Linked DNA regions of Mus musculus: region 2 is linked to region 1. A link is a contact called in public HiChIP or PLAC-seq data. All regions are on one chromosome and are shown on one strand. Each heading gives the region's core, a stretch centred on a gene start, on an enhancer-like site or on the middle of the called end of the contact. The rest is flanking DNA. Distances are from core to core; before and after follow the strand shown.

Evidence for each region. HiChIP or PLAC-seq counts read pairs in DNA pulled down with a chosen protein or histone mark.
Region 2: an H3K4me3 HiChIP or PLAC-seq map of embryonic basal ganglia shows a contact between it and region 1, with 3 times the contacts expected there. The contact joins two enhancer-like sites. A contact is called at or near these places in 1 of 15 datasets of contacts at CTCF or cohesin (the NIH/3T3 cell line), 19 of 484 Hi-C or Micro-C datasets (B cells, the C2C12 cell line, LSK cells and 10 more) and 8 of 115 datasets of contacts at active chromatin or transcription factors (bone marrow-derived macrophages, embryonic basal ganglia, embryonic forebrain and 3 more).

Annotation. Positions count from the first base shown.
Region 1 is chr17:88,272,983-88,276,064 of GRCm38.p6, forward strand. The region is part of intron 3 of Gm31615 (a long non-coding RNA gene); the gene reads right to left. Among named protein-coding and RNA genes, the nearest start is that of 1700116H05Rik, 33 kb to the right of the region's middle. Within about 2 kb of position 1,554, at least 130 of the 459 cell types and tissues checked have an H3K27ac peak or open chromatin away from gene starts, as enhancers often do. A contact at or near this core is called in cortical glia, cortical neurons, embryonic basal ganglia and 2 more, where this site is marked.
Region 2 is chr17:88,492,786-88,495,867 of GRCm38.p6, forward strand. No RefSeq gene overlaps it. Among named protein-coding and RNA genes, the nearest start is that of Ppp1r21, 36 kb to the right of the region's middle. Within about 2 kb of position 1,491, at least 75 of the 459 cell types and tissues checked have an H3K27ac peak or open chromatin away from gene starts, as enhancers often do. A contact at or near this core is called in cortical glia, cortical neurons, embryonic basal ganglia and 2 more, where this site is marked.

The DNA of each region.
Region 1 (3,082 bases), core at 304-2,803:
TTGGAATTATGTGATCTGCTCTTTGATTTTATAGGGGGTTACAGTTAAGAGATTGGATGAATCTCAGAAGAGATTTTGAAATTTGGACTTTTAACATTGTTGAGACTCGATATGGAGGCTTTAAAATTGGACTAAGTGTATTTTGCATTAGGCTATGGCTAGATATGCACCCCCTACACCCCCAAAAGACTCATGTGTTTGAACAAGCCAATGGGGGCCAGGGAGTAGAATGTGGTGGTTTAAATGTTTTGGCAATGGGGAGTGGCACTATTAGGAGGTGTGGCTGTATTGGAGGAAGTGTGTCACTGTGGGGGTGGGCTTTGAGGGCTCCTTTGCTCAGGCTCTGCCCAGTGAGGAAGAGACTCATGGCTACCTACAAAAGAGACAATCTCCTTCTGGCTACCCTTGGAATAAGATGTAGAACTCTTGGCTCTTCCAGCACTATGTCTGCCTGCACACTGCCATGCTTCCCACCATGATAATAATGGACCAAACCTCTGAAACTATAAGCCAGCCCCAGTTAAATGTTGTCCTTTGTAAGAGTCGCCTTGAACACGTGTCTTCACAGCAATAAAATCCAAACTAAGCAAGTGAGGGCTAGAAGGTGAAACATCCCAGGGCACCACAGCTACTTGATGAGGATAAAGCCCAGCTGGACTACATGAGACTGCCTCAAAAACAAAAAGCAAATGCCAGAGGGAGCACCGAGGGAGCACGGAGGATGGGGGGACTCAGCACTCAGTGTCTTTGCTACTCACTAAGCAGAAGCAGGCAGGGGCTTAGACGCTGGGCTATTGGATCTGAATCTGTGAACTTGGGGAGGTAGGAAAGAGGATGGGATTTGGGTCCTCGAAGCTTAAACTGGCCTCAAACCCTTATGTATCGAAGACTGGCCTTGAACTCTTGAACTCGGTGTCCAAATTACCGGGATTACAGGCCTGCGCTACCATTAGAAAATGGGCACAGGGTGCAGGAAAAATGGCCCAGCATTTTGTTGGGGAGCTGGAGTGTAAGGTGGTTAGAAGGGCTCTGCAATGCTTCCTTCTTTTGCTCTCCTGAAACGATGCCTTCTATGGCCTGGAAGTGACTAAATCCATCTTTGTTCTAAGAATTTGAATTGTTTACTCTTAAAGGAAAGTGGAAAACTGCCAAAGTTATGGACGTCCTTCATGCGCTGTGTCTGCTTTGTGCAGCGCATTTCAGACAAGAGACGAGGTTGCACACAGAAGGTAAGATTGCTTAAGTAAGCATAGTGTAGGCTGGGGTGTAGCCTAGTGGTTAGAGCGCCTGCCTTCCATGCTCAAGGTTCTAGGTTCCAGGCTCTAAAGTTATCAGAAGTGCCCTTGGCAAGCAGACAGTGTCACCAGTCAGAACCTGGTTTTGTTCCTAGACTTGTCTCCAGGCCGAACCAAGTTGGAGACTCTGTGTGTGTGTGTGTGTGTGTGTGTGTGTGTGTGTGTTTTGGGGGGAGGGGCACGAGGCGGGGAGGGAGGCTGGTTCCAGCCAGTCGTGGAGTCTGCATCCGGAACACGATTGTTTCCTTTGTGACGTACTATTAGTTTCAGTTTGCTTCTAGCATGTATTTTGGGTATTTTCCCAGTGGTTTCAGTGAGGAGTCTCCTGTCTCAGGGGTGGAAAAACAATACAAAACAAAAAAAAAAAAAAAAAAAGAAAATGAATTCGGCAAAATCACAGAAGAATCCAAGCTTGGTAGTGGGCCCTTCGCTATAAACACAATTTTAAAAAAGAACAAAACAAAACAAGTGCTTTGGTTTCTTTCTCTCCCAGAAAAAAAAAAGTGGTTACTTACACACACACACACACACACACACACACACCACAGAAGGATAGGGTGGGCTGTTCAGAACAAGATGTTTCATAGTCCATTTGTTTTAGACAAAAACTCGGAGGCTCTGGAGAAAATAAACTGCACATAAATAGGAGAAAACAGACTGCATCTTGTTGTTATGGCAACGCCCTACTTATATCACATTAAGCTGATTCATGTCTTTCCCCCCTCCCTGTTAATAAATTATAGTGGCTGATGAGAATTAAGCTGGCTGGAAGAACTGGCATGGGCAAGATGCATATTAATTTGTCCTCTGATAATGGGTGTCCCATACTTTCTTTTTTTTTTTAAAGAGGATAACTCTATTGAAGAGGGTATTTTAACATGACTCTATCACCCTTCACCAGCAGTGTGTGAATGCCTCAGAATGAGGTACTGGCTGCTTCCTGACTGTTCCTGGCTAATTGCTCCCAAGGAGCAGAGCCTGTAAACCTCCCCGTTGCTGTGTCTCTTGCCCAGCCTGCATTCCAATGTCTGGGACGTTCACACCGTCTCTCTTTTTCAGCTACTTTAATCCATATAATATACATTGGAATTCACACACATACACGCACACAGACACAATTGCAAAATGCAAATAAAAGGAAAACTGAAACCATACACCTCACTCAATAGGTAACCATTAGAAAATGGGCACAGGGTGCTGGAAAAATGGCCCAGCAGTTAGCTTTCAGAAGTCGTGAGTTCGGTTCCAGGCAGCCACACAGAGTGGCTCAGACCAAAGGGTCAATAGCTCCAGCTTCAAGGGCTCAGATGTCCCCTTCTGGCTTCCAAAGGCAGCTGCACATATTTGGTGTTCACACACATCACACATAAATAAAAATATTAAAAATAAATTCTCAGGGCATCATCGTGAGTGAGGTAACCCAATCACAAAAGAACTCACATGATAAGCATTCACTGATAAGTGGATATTAGCCCAGAAACATAGAACACCCAAGATACAATTTCCAAAACACATGAAACTCAAGAAGAACGAAGACCAAAGTGTGGATACTTTGCTCCTTCTTAGAAGGGGGAACAAAATACCCATGGAAGGAGTTACAGAGACAAAGTTTGGAGCTGAGACGAAAGGATGGACCATCCAGAGAGTGCCCTACCTGGGGGTCCATTCCATAATCATTCACGAAACGCAGACACTATTGCATAAGTCAACAAGATTTTGCTGAAAGGACCCTGATATAGCTGTCTCTTGTGAGGCTTTGCCAGTACCTGGCAAGCACAGAAGTAGAT
Region 2 (3,082 bases), core at 241-2,740, 220 kb after region 1:
AACTGAAGCCTCGTCTTCTGGGAGAGAGCAGGTGTTCTTAACCTCTGCGCCATCTTTCCAGTCCCTGTCTTCATTTTTTCTAAGACTTGTTATTTCTGTATGTGTATTCTTCTCTACACAGATGTGCATATGGCTGCTCACTGCAGGGCAGGAGAGGGCTTTGGACCCTTGGAATGAGTTACCTGGTGTTTTGTGAGCTAGGAGCTGGCAAGTAAACCAGGGACCTCAGACAGCAGTAGGTGGTGTTAACTGCCAAGACCTCTCTCCATCTCCCAATCTGAATGACTTTTTGAGGGTTAGGGAGGGTTGTTTGGGTCGTTCTATTGTTTGATCGTTTTTTGGTTTGGTCTGGTTTGGTTTTTCAAGACCTAATGTTTCTGTGTAGTCCTCGCTGTCTTGGAACCCACTCTGTAGACCAGGCTGGCCTCTAACTCACAGAGATCCTCCTGCCTCTGCCTTCAGAGCACTGAGATAAAAGGAATGCAGCACAGCTACCTGCGATCTGATTTTTAAAGGAAATTTTATGAATTTTTTTCCTAAAAATGCTTGATAATTCTAAGTATATTCCTGTGTCCTGGCTTCTGTGTAAATGCTCTTTCCCTGGTTTTAGATGAATGTCCTCAGGACTAGCTTTAATTCTCATTAAGAACAAGCTGGTTATTCAAGCAAGAAATAGTGATGTTCAGCTACTTACAGCCAGCTTTGGGTAGAGCGGAGTGTCGTCCTCTCGGGTTTCAACCGACAACATGCACTTCATTATTCGTGGATGTTATAATCGGGACTGTAGAGAATATATCATACCCACCCCCACCCCTCCGCCCCGTGTCTCTGTCTCTGTCTCTCTAGTTGCTTACAAAACGGAATTTGTTCTCTTCAGTTTCCCATGGGGGTCTGCCTTTGTTACAGCTCAACTAAGCTTCCTATGGAGTTGTCGCTTCTGAAATAGAGCATTAATTGGAAGCAATTATCCAATTATACCAGCAGTGACAATGCTGTATACTAAATATTTACCAAGAAGAGAGAGCGTTTAACTTAGGACTTAATTCAGCAGCCAAGCACAATGAGGCTGCAAGAAACCCTGCAATCGCACAGTGTCTTCAGTAGCTGAAATACGCGTGTGTTTGGTGTACCTGGTGTGAGTTGCAGAATAAAATAAGGAGTGTAAGGCTCGGTTCTCAGAGCAGCACCAACATTCGAGATGTCATATGCAGAAGTAATCAAAGAGCTGTGTTTCTTATCTAAACAGTGTGAGATGTGTCCAACTGCTTGGTTTTAGAAGTAGGTAGGTCTTTCACTTTAATCACTATTTTTCCCTGGCGTTCCTCCTTAGATGCCTCCTGTGTGTGCCCTGAGCTGTATTCTGAAGCCAGCCTTGAGGTGGATGCTTCGGAAGCACTTTAGACACTTCTCACATAAGCACCGAGGAGAGCTGCCTCTCACAGGACTCTGCGCTGCGCCCCAGGGCTGCGATAATGAGCTGCAGGCAGTCATTTGCTGCCTGTGATCTGCAGCTCCCCGAGTGCTGGCCAAGGCCTTGGCAGGGACCGTGTTGGCTGGGCTACTAGCATTGATTAAATGGGTGTAAAGAGAATCCACATGATCTTAAGGAATATTTTTATGGGCAAAAATCCATCAGCAACACCTACAACACTAACACTCCGAGAAATGTCCATTTGAGAGGAGAATGCCCAAGCGTGTGTTAGCTCAGTGTGAAAGACACTAAAACAAAGGAATCTGAACGTGCTGCCACCAGCTCGTGGGTCATCTGATTGGGGTTGTCTTGACAAAGCAATGCATTTCTTCTGCTATGATGTCACCTTTGTCCAATCATAACCTCCTTTATGAGAGGAGAGGATAACTCTGGAGACAAGGTGAATGACAGCAGGGAGCCGCGCAGCAGTCACTAGGCAACAAGAACCAGCCTTCAGTGAATGAGAATTCTAAAGCGTTTAACCCTTATGCTGGCTGATGCTGGACTGGTGGGAACCTCAGCACAGAAGCCAGTAGGAAATGCGACTGTCTGTCCGTCTCCAAGAAACAAAGGGGGTGGTGGTGTGGGATTCCCTCCTCGGTCTGAGACGGTTAGGACCTCCTTGATGTTTTCTCATAGCTCTTCCTTCGGTTGTTCTGCCTAAGCAGGCTGCACGGATCACAAAAGGCATGTCACAAAGGGGAATGTCTCTGAGGTCAGCCCGCACCCCCTCAGTGTAGGCTACGGTTATGGCAGTGTGGAGACAGATGGATGTCTGTCCAGTGCACTGCTTGCTTCATGAGGTACGCTGAGCAGTTTGTCCACCTGGGACAGGTGCTCTTCTTCCTCGCTTGCACAGAATTGCTGCCTGGACATGTGGGGTGAAGCCCACAAGAAAGCACTCACTCTCTCTCTCTCTCTCTCTCTCACTAACTAAACAAAAGTTCTACAAAATTGCCCCTCCTCCTTCCTGAATTTAGCACATGGCTAGACAGGTCCAGAGTGAACTACTCATCTTGTTTTCAAACTGGGGTCCTAGAATCCCCTTATTCAGATGGTTTTGGTTAGGGTTTGAACGTGCAGTGGTGAGGTTTCCCTTGAAACTGGGCTCTTACATTGTTATTGTTATTATTGTTCATTTGAGGGCCCTTGTCCTTTAACTTTATTTTCTTCCCATTCGCATTTACATAGTATGGTGATGATCTCTTTAAGAGAACTCCTCTGTGTTTTGTTGTTGTTGTTTTTTTCCCCAGATCATAAACTGACCAGTGAGTGCTGCTGTGAGGTAGAACCCTAGAGAACAGGGCTCATCCTATTTTCTGTAACAACCTGGTCTACCTACTCACCTACCCGGCATAAGCATAGGCCTGTGTGCGTGAATGAGACAATCAGCTGATTAACTAATTTAATTCATGGTGTTCTGTCCAGAGATATCTAATAGAAGACAGATGAGTAGCATCTTAAAATTGTCAGAAGCCTAGCAAAAAGTAGTGGCCCAAGCCTACAATTATAGCACTTGAAAAGAGGAGGCAGGAGCATTGCCGTGAGTCTGGGGCTAACCTGGGCTGTATAATGTAAGGGACCATCTCAAAAAAAAAAAAAAACAAACAA